Regions from separate parts of the Zea mays genome. Here regions 1, 2 and 3 are each linked to region 4. Evidence: chromatin contacts called from public Hi-C data. All regions are on one chromosome and are shown on one strand. The core of a region is the stretch at or near the end of the contact, and the rest is flanking DNA. Distances in the headings are between cores, read along the strand shown. Region 1 holds the start of LOC100283609 (rhodanese-like family protein). Region 2 holds the start of LOC100273620 (jasmonate-regulated gene 21). Region 3 holds the start of LOC103644591 (glucuronoxylan 4-O-methyltransferase 1). Region 4 holds the start of LOC103644592 (omega-3 fatty acid desaturase, chloroplastic).

What was found. A called contact is a pair of places that touch in the nucleus more often than the background predicts.
Region 1: a contact with region 4 is called in a Hi-C map of tassel, with 6 times the contacts expected there. The contact joins the promoter of LOC100283609 here to the promoter of LOC103644592 in region 4. A contact is called at or near these places in 4 of 25 Hi-C or Micro-C datasets (bundle sheath, ear, leaf and 1 more).
Region 2: a Hi-C map of bundle sheath shows a contact between it and region 4, with 2.8 times the contacts expected there. The contact joins the promoter of LOC100273620 here to the promoter of LOC103644592 in region 4. A contact is called at or near these places in 3 of 25 Hi-C or Micro-C datasets (bundle sheath, endosperm and leaf).
Region 3: a contact with region 4 is called in a Hi-C map of leaf, with 5 times the contacts expected there. The contact joins the promoter of LOC103644591 here to the promoter of LOC103644592 in region 4. A contact is called at or near these places in 5 of 25 Hi-C or Micro-C datasets (ear, leaf and tassel).

What each region holds. Positions count from the first base shown.
Region 1 is chr1:44,792,379-44,795,415 of Zm-B73-REFERENCE-NAM-5.0, reverse strand. It overlaps LOC100283609 (rhodanese-like family protein), which reads left to right and starts at 1,695. Exons shown (of 2, transcript NM_001156510.2): 1 at 1,695-2,195; 2 at 2,304-2,842. The coding sequence starts at 1,750. The coding sequence ends at 2,496. LOC100191466 reads left to right here. Exons shown (of 8, transcript NM_001136899.1): 7 at 166-318; 8 at 415-997. The coding sequence ends at 555.
Region 2 is chr1:44,728,634-44,731,851 of Zm-B73-REFERENCE-NAM-5.0, reverse strand. LOC100273620 (jasmonate-regulated gene 21) reads right to left here and starts at 1,966. Exons shown (of 3, transcript NM_001148036.1): 1 at 1,596-1,966; 2 at 1,111-1,447. The coding sequence starts at 1,909.
Region 3 is chr1:44,356,747-44,359,962 of Zm-B73-REFERENCE-NAM-5.0, reverse strand. LOC103644591 (glucuronoxylan 4-O-methyltransferase 1) reads left to right here and starts at 1,878. Exons shown (of 1, transcript XM_008667775.4): 1 at 1,878-3,216. The coding sequence starts at 2,345. The coding sequence ends at 2,968.
Region 4 is chr1:44,596,023-44,598,929 of Zm-B73-REFERENCE-NAM-5.0, reverse strand. LOC103644592 (omega-3 fatty acid desaturase, chloroplastic) reads right to left here and starts at 1,333. Exons shown (of 8, transcript NM_001428412.1): 1 at 693-1,333; 2 at 509-598; 3 at 349-415; 4 at 158-250; 5 at 1-41. The coding sequence starts at 1,192.

The DNA.
Region 1 (3,037 bases), core at 446-2,945, 200 kb before region 4:
TCCCTACGTAACCGAACAAGTTCTGAAAGGAACCTGATTAATTAGTTTAGAACTGTAACATAAGCAGAATGCCAGAATTAGTTGTGTTATATCTTCCCTGCACTTAAGCATGTGTAGAAGCTGCCTAATGTCATGAATATCCTATATGTCCATTTTTTCCTCCAGGGATATGGAAGAGCACTTTGGTTAATGCATGGTTTTTATAAAGCCAATGGCGGTTGCGGTTACGTGAAAAAACCAGATTTCTTGATGCAAACTTGTCCAGATGGAAAGGTGTTTGATTCGAAGGCAGATTTGCCGGTGAAGGCAACATTGAAGGTAGATGGTGTGTTTCTTCCTCTCTCTCTCTCTCTTTTTTTTTAAAAAAAATTTCTTTGGGTTTCAGAAATGGGTTGATTCGGTAGCGGTTTGCAGGTCAAGGTGTACATGGGGGAAGGTTGGCAAAAGGACTTCAAGCAGACACATTTCGACTCATACTCACCTCCAGATTTTTATGTAAAGGTCTGTTCACTCGTTGAGCCCGTGCCAACGTTTAGAAGTCAGCGATGCCTATAGATCGTCCGAAGCAGTCACGCCAGGACTGGAACATGAGGGCGCATCGCTAATTTGGTTCGGTTCGCCAACAGGTTGGCATCGCCGGAGTTCCATTAGACTCGGTGATGAGAAAGACGAAAGCCGTGGAGGACAGCTGGGTGCCGGTGTGGGAGGAAGAGTTCGCCTTCCCGCTGACCGTACCTGAGATCGCGGTACTCCGCGTGGAGGTGCACGAGCAGGACGTGAACGAAGACGACTTCGGCGGGCAGACGGCGCTGCCTGTGGCGGAGCTGCGGCCAGGGATCCGCGCCGTGCCGCTGTTCGACCACAAGGGGCTCAAGTTCAAGAGCGTCAAGGTCCTCATGAGCTTCGAGTTCGCGTAGCGTCCCGCAGCGTAAAGCGATTATGCTGTCATGTGCGTCGATCGATGTTTGTTTGCAATAAGAATCGACTTTTTTTCCTCTGTTATTAGGAGTCCCATGCCGGGTTTTTTTTGTACAGATGCATTTCCGCTAACTATGTACAAACGGGTCACCTGACACGAACCCAGCCAAAGCACGGTCCATTTGCATCAGGGCAGCCACGACACGACGTGCCACTAGACCGTGCGGAGCTGGGTTCCGTACCTGTCTAACGGTCCAGACATGGCTTGCTGGGTCGTTTTCCGTGGCGATTTAGCCTAATGAGCATGGGCTTTTTGGCGGGCCGGACCGATTCAAAGCCCACGAAGAACGAGAGATGGCCCGTGATGGAGCTTAGGGGTCGAGCACGGGGCTGCGGAGCTGTCGGTGTCGGAGGCCGTGCAGAGGAGTTCTAGCGATACCAGCGTCCTCTCGGCTGTGGCCCCCACTAGCTAGGACGCAAATCAACGAGCGGAGATCTCGTCGAGCCCCGCCTCATCTATTAAGACGGATCGTACGGCCATGAGATGCAGATAGGGGTGGTAATGGATCGTGATCCAAATAGTTCTTCACAAAATGTCAAGGCCCTAAATAAATTATAGTTCAAAAATGACTAGAAATAAAGCCCGATCCTAACCCGCTTCGATCCTTAAATCTTATAGTGCAAAAAGTATAGCCCATTGTCAGCCCTAGATGCAGTGTGCAGTGTACCGACGGTGCGGATTGGACCTGAAATATCATCCAGATAAGAGTGACATGGAAACGAACGCGACTGAGCGAGGCCTCAATTGACAAGCAGCAAGTGGAAGTGGGCATGGCTATGGGTGCTGCGGCGGCCGCATCCACCTGCACCAGGCCCGCGTCCCCTGGCCTGGCCCGACGTCGCGTCAGGGCGCAGGCGACGTCGTCGTGGGCCGGAGGCGCCGAGGCGCTGGTGCGGTCGGGCGCGGTGAGGGCCGTGCGGCCGAGGGACGCTGCGGAGGCGCTGGGCGGCGAGGGGTTCCGCCTGCTGGACGTCCGGCCGGAGTGGGAGCGCGCCCGCGCCAGCGTGCGGGGCTCGGTGCACGTGCCGCTGTTCGTGGGGGACGACGACATGGGCCCCGTGACGCTGCTGAAGAAGTGGGTCCACTTGGGCTACATCGGGCTCTGGACCGGCCAGGCCTTCACCAAGATGAACGAGCGCTTCGTCGACGACGTCGCCGCCGCCGTCGACGGCAGCAAGGACGCCAAGCTTCTCGTCGCTTGTGGCGAAGGCCTCAGGTAAAATGACAAGACTACGCATTAATTCTTCACAAGCTAGGTCGTGCGTGCAACAAGTTACAAGTTACTACTCATTTCGTTCGTGGTGTTCAAATTTCAACTCACAAGGTCGTTGATCGCGGTGAGGATGCTGCACGACGACGGGTACAGGAACCTGGCGTGGCTCGCCGGCGGGTTCAGCAAGTGCGCGGACGGCGATTTCGCAGATGTGGAGGGGGAGAGCAAGCTGCAGTACGCCACCATCGGGGGCGCGTCCTACATCTTCCTCCAGATCCTGCTGTTTCTGGGAGTGGTGAAATGATCCGTTCGATCGATGTTGTTATGACTTCCTCGGCCGTTCGATCTGGTCTGTTTTGCTTTTTGCTAGTACTACCGTTGTCAGATGTTGTACTGCATTGCATATGCGAACAGCATGTCGGTGGCAGTGGTAGAGCTACTGAGCTAGGCGCGCACACATTTGACATTCCTATCTCGTCCCTCTCGTGTTCAGGACCCTTAATGTACATGTTCAGGACCCTTAAGGCAATCGGCTCTTAATTTGATTTGCGGCCCCTAATGTACATGTTCAGGACCGGTCGTAGGCCCCTAACGTGCATGCACGGCTGAGAAGTGAGAAACAAAAAGAAATGAGCATTGCAAGTTGTGTTTTTATACCATGGAAAGGCACTGCAGGTTACAGAGGTTGAACCTTTATATATATTTTTATTGAAACTACCTAGATTGGATCCGAATTCCTCGAATTCCTGAGGGGATTTAGGATGTGTATGGTTGATTTCTAACGGAACAGGATATTTAGGATGCTCCCACTCCACCAAAATGATCAGACGCGAACACGCTCCTCC
Region 2 (3,218 bases), core at 717-3,216, 130 kb before region 4:
AAATCCCATAAGAGACACCTCATTTAATTGGATTGTACATGCCCTTAGTCTTTATCTATATAAGTAGTTTTACAATTAGAATATATTTAATACCTATAATTTTACTCAAATTTTTGATGCGACCGGGACTAAATTTTAGGCCTCCTTTGGATTTGGATTGTACGAATTTTTTTCTCGTGTTCCTTGTGTCTTTTCGGTGAAAATAAACTACTTTCTATAAATTTCAGTATAATTCGTGTGAAATTCCTACATTCTAAAGGAAGTCTTAGTTGGGTGAAACCAAACACCCTATAAATCAATCTTTATAACTGTGCACATAACATACATAAAATCCATTAACTAGGAGTATAACCTGCTGATTTCCCCTTGGCCATTATATCTGTGACACACGTAACAGACACAAGATCCCTCTTTTTTTGTGTATGGGCAATATTTTTGGCATGTTAAGGCTCTGTTCTAAATCTCTAAAGCTAATTGCTAGTTAGTTAATAAGTTATTATATAGGTAGGTTGAAATAGCTAAGAACTAATAACTATTTGAGAGGTATAGCTAACAATTAATTAGCTGACTCATTCTAAATCTCTCAGCCAATTTTAACTGCTAACTATTATTTTTAGAAGTTTGATACAAGGCATAAGAAAATTCTACTAGTACCTGGTGGGTAAGGACATGTGTTGGATGGCTTATGTCCAAACAAAAATGGTCCAACATATGTACATATCGGTCCATGCTTTTGTCGCAAATCTTGAGTCCTGACATATGATCAATCAGATCCGGGGACGCTCTGCCTCAGTTTTGAAGCGCTTCTTTTCTTGATGCCGCCGTGCTGGTCCTGGGAACACGTGTCGCCGTCTTTACGTTCGTCATATAGTGTGTTTCTTTTGGTTGTTTAGTTTTTTTTAATTTCTGGATATCTTTGCGGCTTAATAAGATTGGTGCACATGCGATGCGACGTCGTTATTACACTAGCCAATCGTCTCTCTCTATTATGAAATATAATAACCGCTATTCAGTCTATTATTTTCTTTTTGCCCCAAGAGACATGATTTTTTCTTTTACGTATATACCACGTGCACATATGTAAGACCGACCATTATGATTATTGCGTACCTGGATCTGGTCGCCGACGTTGACGATGAAGGCGTCGGGGACGGGTTCGACGACGATCCACTGGCCGTCGGGGCTCCTTACCTGCAGGCCCTTGACGTGGTCGTCCACCAGCAGCATGGTCATGCCGCCGGGGTCGGAGTGCCCCGCTACGCCCAGCGTCAGCTCTGGCTGCGGGCACTGCGGGTAGAAGTTGACCCGCAAGCACGCCCCTTCGCCGCCCTCTCCGCCGAACGCCGCCTGCAGTCTCCCGGCTTCCAGCCCCAGCCCGCTGGAGAGCAGCCGCATCACCCTCCGGCACAGCTGCAACACTTCCTCGCCGTACTCCTCCGTTGCCCCCCTGCAACGACGACCATGCACGTCCCGTGCAAGCATGCATGCATAATGAGATCAACGAACTAGGGCCCGAACGGAACGGTGCTAGCTTGGTCGACGATACAAGTATAGAGCGCAAGCATGCAGTGCAGTGTCTGTTTTTTTTTTTTTACCGTAGGGAGGAAGGCAGGGAAGGCCACTTCTCGTGGCTCTTGAGGGAAGCCGGCAGCAGATGGAGGAAGTAGTAGTCGCCCCAGTCCAGCGGGCCGCCCTTGGCGGTGCCGAGGCGGCTGCCGTAGCCCTCGTACGTCGCCGGCGAGTTCGCGTAACGCTCGCGCACCTCCGCGGGCTGCCGGAAGAAGCCACGCCACGCCGCGCGCGCGCCGCGCAGCAGCTCCGGGCGGACGCCGTGGTTCACTGCCTGGAAAAAGCCCCACTCCCGGCACGCCGCCGCCACGGCGCTGGATGTCGCGTCCACGTCTAGCATTGACAGGTCTACGACTGGGATATTCGGGCCGCTGCCATCGGAGGCCGGTGAGAGCCGGGGCCGCTCCGACAGGGGCTTCACATACCGCTCGGGGATCGTGTCGCCGCACGTGTCAGACACAGCCTGGACGCGCACCACGGGCTCCGGCCAGCCGGCGCCGCCGTTGAAGCAGCTTATTGCCATCGGCCGGGGAGCTGCTGGCTTAAGACAAAACCGCCCTGTATATTGTGTGCACAACTTACACTTGCACACTCATGGCATATATTTGTTGATATATAGCGGTCGCAATTGTACACGTGATGGTCCAGAGAGCTGAGATGTCTAGTAATAATAATACCGTATTTTACCCCCTTTTATAAATCAAAGGATAAGGGAGAGACATTGTGGCTTTGCGATCATCATTGGAGTGTTGAATATAAAACTTCAACTAGCTAGCTAGTGGCCTTGAAAGCAACATGCATGGCTAGGGAAAATAAAGCACGTGCTCAAAGAATAAATAGTAGTACAATATATATAAAAAGGTTAGCTCTGTCTGTGTAATGTAATCATTCTTGGATTTTGTGGTCACGGAGGTATACCACCACACACAGCACTCCTGTTGCAATTTGTGCACTTCATCTGATCATCACCAATTGCGGCCACAGTAGGATTTTTTGTTAGTCAAATATGTTTTGTTTGGCAATCGGTTTTTCAAATTTCACATGGACAGGTAACCTAGCTTCTTTTCATTCCTAAGCTTGAGCTACATATCTATGCGCCTGTTTGGTATATTTTTTCTAAACAACTTTTTTTTTGAGAATCTGAATTTCTGAATAATCTAGGTGTCACGAGAATCTAAATTCGCGAGCCTTGTATGCAGAGTTGTTAAGATTTATGGGTTAGGCCCAACTTGAGAAAATCAAATAAATCACAGGAAAATCTCAAAAGCCCATATAAGTATGGCTAGGGAATAGATGGAACTAATAGCACCATATTGCTAGTTCTAGTAGAGTAGAGCTAGCTTAAATATGGAAGCCACACTCACTCACCAAGTCATGGATGAGAGGAGAGAGTGTGGAGAGCCACACACGTGTGCGCGCTCGCTCGCCTGGCCGGCCCAGGGCGGGGGCAAAGGGCGCACGACATGCGCGTGAATGGTCCGCCGAAATCATGGTCCGCTGAAATCCGGCCCCTCGCCTTGCGGGGGCGCAGTTTCCTTTTGCCGTTTGAATTTTTGGTTACTTGGCTGTTAAGTTTAGAATCCTAACCGATCGCTATAAAATCTAAACTGAACGCGAGATTTTCGCGGGCGGATAAGATCAAAGGTAGC
Region 3 (3,216 bases), core at 629-3,128, 240 kb after region 4:
ATAAAGAACGATGGATTGATTTACTCATGACCACTCTGTGTCTCGTTATATTTGCAATCCAACAATGCCAAAGGGGATATCAACATTGAAAGTGTGGGTACCAAAGCTCAACTTGCCAATACGTTCACTAAGCCACTTGATGAAACAAGGTTTTGCAAGCTTAAGAATAAATTGAACGTTCTTGACTTACTTAACATGAGCTGAATGCACATCATATAAATGACATACCTCTTCTTCAACCAATCAAGGTAAAATTGATTGTTCATATTCATACACACCTGAGCATTTCATTAGTACATATAGTCATTAAGGAGTTATGTATTGCATAAAATGAGTATTTTGTTATATTCTATCACTACTGTTTTGATGATTGAATGTTTATAGTGATAGCATATAACTTGTTCATGAGTAAGCAAACCTAGCATTTGAACTAAAATATGATATATTAAGTGTATAACCCAACTTTGACAAGATACCCATTGCAAAATGAGTGAAGTTTCAAGGACATAGTTTAATTCAAGCCACTATGAAAAAGTATATGATAAGTTCACCCTACATCGAGATGATCGTGGCAGTAATTGTTGCCTTGAAGGAAGTTTTCAAAACTCATCTCTGCCACTATGGGACCTCTCATGTTTTTATATGGTCCATCTTGCCATCCTTTAGTAATTAATGACAAGGGGAAAGAAGTTTATATACATAGCTAGTATAATGGGGAGAAGTTTTTAGCATGAGATAAAATTATAAAGGGGATAAAATGGGAAGAAAATTGATATACAATGAATGATAGATTATACAAAAGCTTATAAAAGCGAAGGCAATGTTATACAAAGGGAGGGATAGTCAATTACAAAGGGAAAACACACAAATAGAGGCAGCAAACTCATGAACTTGTTTGTTGCATTAGAAATATGTATTTCCATATGATTGCTTATATTTGCAGTGATTTTATCAATTAGCATCTTACTTGTTGTTAATTGGTATGTATGTTAATACGTGCTATATTTCTTGCCTATGTGATGAATGTTTGATTAATTATTTTATAAGCTAGAATGTATAAGCAAAGCAATAGCTAGAATTAAGATTGCTTATTTTTCAATAGGTATCTAGAAACCTCTCTCCAAATTGTGATCTCACAAAAGTATGACTACCTATACTTGATGCTGAGGATAAATGTGGTTTAAGTGGTACTTCAAGTGGTATACATGCTTCAAAAGTTTACTCAATACACCTTAGATCAATTGGTAGTCTTCTTTCTTCCACAAATTTTAATCTAAAATATGGCTGATTAAAACTTAAAATGCTAAACACATAGCTAATACTACCAAAATTGTATATATTAATGAGTGGTGATAAATGTTTAGACAAGCTACTCAAATCCAAACCAAGTTAGTAACCCAAGGCATGTACACCTAGAGACTCCTGATCGTTTTTCTATGCACAAGAGACACCTAATAAATTGCATCATACAATGGGATGTCTTTAAAATGATCACATCATAAATACTGACAAGAAACATTATAAATGGATAGTCGTGTAGAGACAGACTATTCGCGAAGAGCCCATCTCTTGTATTTTTTACATTTAACCACCTAGGATATGTTTGGTTGCCTAGTCCAGCCTAAGCCTGGCTCAGTGAGAGGACCAGACTCAAGGGAGCCGCATGTAATGAGCTAACCTAAAATGTTTGGTTGCCTGGTCAAAATAAATCTGGCCCATATGACACATTGTTTGGTTCTCATTTTTTCAGCTTGGCCCAATTGGGTTACCGCCAATTTTGATGTGTTGGATGCAGTTCCCGCCAAATTTCAAAATTTTAAGCGTTATTAAACAAATTACAACAGGTTTGAACTAAAAATATGATTTTGACCCATAAATTGAACTAATTACAATCATCTAAATATGATTTACACCCATAGATTACAATAGATTTTGAAAAATACCCCGTCAGGTCTCTGTACAGTAGGAGCAACTTACAGATACAGATACAGTAGGAGCAACTTACCAGTACAGAAAAATTACAATAGATCCTTTGTAATCCTTTGTAATACCCCGTCAGATACAGATACAGTAGGAGCAACTTACCAGTACAGAAAAATGACCATGAACATTGTAAGCAGATCCTTCTGATGAATTACAACAGATTTGAACTAAAAATATGATTTTGAAACAGATCCTTCTGATGGATTACAGTAGTTGTGTTCTAGCTAGGTCAAAAGACCAGTCCGAGGAGAGGGCATGCACTTGGGTCATGCATGGTAAAACTTTCAGCATCAGTTGTAAGAATTAATTAGTAAAGATTAATTGCAACGTAATACGTAGCATAGGCGGCGGCGACGTACCCATGAGGCTGACCATTTCGAAGTTGTTGAGGCCCTTCCGTGCGAATAGGTCGATAGCGGTGGGGATGTCGACGCTGGGGCCCGAAAGAATGCTCGCCATTGACGCTTGGGACACCATGTCGTCCCTCCTCCAGCAGGGCAAGGCTGGCGTGGCGCTGCGCCTGCTCCTCGCCGCCGCGCTCGCCGGCTTCCTCCTCGTCTTCGCCACGCGCACCCTGGTCACGTCGCCTGTCTCGGCATCGCCCTCGTGCTCGTCGGAGCCGCTGCCGCGGCCCGTGGCGGAGGCGCTGGTGCACTACGCCACGTCCAACACGACACCGCAGCAGACGTCTGAGGAGATCGGGGTGGCGCTGCGCGTGCTACAGCGTCACGCGCCCTGCAACTTCATGGTGTTCGGGCTGGGCCTCGACAGCCCCATGTGGGCGGCGCTGAACCACGGGGGGCGGACCGTGTTCCTGGAGGAGGACGCGGCGTGGATCGGCAGCTTGCGGGGCAGGCACCCGGCGCTGGAGTCCCACCACGTGGCCTACGACACGGCGCTGGCCGACGCCGACGCGCTGCTGGGGCTCCGCGCCCACCCGGCCTGCATCGCGCAGCCCGACCGGAGAGGCGAGAGAGGCGAGTGAACCCTAGAGAGAGGCGAGAGCCGCCGCGGCAGCTGCGAGTGAACTCGAAAGGCGAGTGAACCCTAGCGCAGTGGGCGAGCACGGGTCAAGTTGATGCGCGAAGGAAGTTACCTGTGTTTCAATTGGGCCTAGCCACGAAGTCAGATGTGGCTCGCCTCAGCCAGGCCCCCAAGCTGGGCCAGGATACCAAACATGGTGTGCTTGTTTCAAATGGACCTGGCCGTGCGCTGGGCCAGGCAACCAAACAT
Region 4 (2,907 bases), core at 84-2,583:
GGGTTGAAGTGTGATCCTGACTTCCCTGGACTCCTTGCGAACTACATAGCACACATGAACCCGCAGAGCAGGAATTTAGCACGACCACAACACTATGAAACAAAAACGTCTGTTCGCCTAATTCAGGCGTCATCGATAGACATGTTCTTAGCCTCACCAAGTATAACGGGAATGCGAGCAAGGGGAACGGCATGGTGAACCGCAATTTCCTAGTCATAAAGTCCAGGCTTTTGTACAGCCTCTCTGGTAGCTGCACAATCCGAGAAACCATCAAGCACCATTCATGGACATGCACCATCAGCGTAACTTGTGAAGCTCCAACAAAGGAGAGAGCGACAGGAAACGAACCGGGTGCCAGGACTCGTCCTTCTCAACGTGGCCGTGGTTTTGATGGTGCGTCCTGTGGCTAATCCTCCTGAAAATGGCATTCAAAGGCAGGTGGTTCCATGACATCAACGATAATCCTCGACAGAAACTAACAAGCATGAGAAACATGGGGTAATCCTACCATCCGTGGTAGGGGACAAGAATGGAGGAATGGAGTATGTGGCCGACCACGCTGTTCAGCTTGGGGTTGTTCGAGAAGCTCCCGTGTCCACTGCAAACAGCAGACATGCGGCACAAGTCAAAGACCAGAGTCCAAAGCTTCCATGAAAAACAACAACAGGGCAATCCAGAACATTGGTGCGTACCAGTCGTGGCCGAGGACGAAGAGCGCCCAGAACATGGTGCCCTGCGCGGCCCAGTAGAGCGGCCAGACGAGCCAGCTGTCGAGGCGCGCGGCGGCCGCGGCGAGCCCCAGGACGACGACGACGTCGCGCAGCACGTAGGCCATGGAGCGCCAGGGGTCCTTGACCCAGCAGTGCTTGGGGATGGCCGCGCGGATCTCCGCCAGCCCGAACGGCGGCGGCGCCCCCGGGTCGAACTCCCCGCCCGCGGCGCCGCTGGCCGCCACGTGCTCGTCGCCCTCCCCAAGGGGGGAGCTCCTCTTGTCCTCCTCGACGGCGGAGGTGAGGCGGGTGGCCGCGGAGACGCGGAGCGCCCAGTCGCGGTGGATGGCCGCGGGCGCGGGGCGGCCCGGCGCCGCCGCTGCGGAGAGCGCGGGGGGCGACGGCGCCGCAATGGCGCCCCGGCCGGCGCGCAGGCGCAGCGGCGCGAGGCCGCAGCACTCGGAGAGCACGAGCCGCGCCATTGCCGGCAGCGGGGCGGGGCGGGGCTACGGGTGGATGGCCCTGGATTGGCTCCTAGTCTAGAGTCCACACACCGTCGCCGCCGCCGCCGTTGGTTGGCACGGGATCTTCTGCGTTCGGGGGGATGGGATGGGGTTTGGGTGTACGGTGGTGGCCGGGCTTGCCAGGACAGGCTAATCCAAGAATATACATTTTATACCGCGGCGCGCGAGCCGGAGTGGCGATGGGGGGCGGGACCGGGAGGGACGCGGTGCGGTGGACTCGGACCTGGACCAGCACTGTGGTGGAATGCTGGAATGTGGGTGGGTCCCATCGGTCGGACGCGAGTCGAGGAGGAGGAGCAGCTGATGCACGTGTGAATCGTTGCGGGTCTGGACGGAGCTTCGACGCCGGCGGCCCTGCCTGCTTTTTAATTCGTGTTGACTCCTTTTGCCTTTGCTTGGTCCTATAACTAGTCTGGCTGGTCTAAAAAGTTCTTGTCGTGTAAAACTACAACTCCTGTGCGAAACTGCACAATGTATCAGATGCGTATTCCATTCCTCTCCACTATCTGACGCATAACAGACTAACCTGATTTGCCTCGATACTTCGTTACGGACTTAACGCCCCTGCCCTGTCCTGTCTTTGACAGAGGCAGTCAGATGTCCTGTTAACCACAGCCAAATCTGACGAACGAGTCACATGGTTTAGCTATCCTCCTGTGTTTAACGAGCCTCCCTCTGTTCGGTAATCTGTAAAGGACTTATTTGACCATGTTATGTTCGTGTTCTCACATGCGCGATCCTCATGGAGCGAGTCCATACCAGCTCGCTGACATTGAGGCGTCGGAGCAAGAACAGTGTACACGCCAGCCTGACGCCTCCCTCGCGGAGAAAAGTCAGTGGTCAATTGGTCGTCGCGCCCAAGCCCCCAATGCACAACAAAAGTATAGTAAAAGAATGCGCATAGATTTTATGTCGAAATGAGGAGGGATGGAGAGTAATCTGTAAGTTTATAGTCAACTGAAGCACAAGTCATAATGGTCAAGTTGTCATACCAGCCAACAACTGTGTGTGTGGGAGTTAATAGCTAGGTTACAAATATACGTATGTAGGAGTTATTAGCCATGATCTCACAATATTATATTAGAATCCACCAGATGTGTTATGTTTAATTTCGTACATGTTTACTTTTATATTTATATATTGTAGATAAATGGTATGAAATCTATTCTCTGTATCTACCAAAAGTTACATGAGCCTTCTTAGACTCAGAGCCTCCAAATAGAAGAGCAAAAACAACCACAAAAGAGAGCTTAACGACTAAAACAAGATATAAACACTAAGCTTCAGAACTTCTTTATTATCCTTACTTTCAAATTGTTCTGATATTGAGTAGAAGCAACCCTCCACCTCGCATGTTTTCAAGTTGCTACATTTATGATTTATCTAGTGAAGATAGCACGTGTCTTATGCGCAACACTCCCTCATCTCAGCGCTCCCACGCTTGATCCGGCCGTCACCTACTCACCTGGCTGGCTGGCTATATATATACAAGAAGAGAATACCATTTCAATTTTGATCTGTCTCTCGTGTCAAACTAAGGTAGTATTTGGTTCTATAGCCAGTTAGGATAGAGCAGCTCCGTTCGAGATTTTGAAAAACTGAATAGTTTAGCATTTCAATATGATTTTTTTTTCTTTAAGTCACTCTATTTACATAGAACCAATCCAAACAAT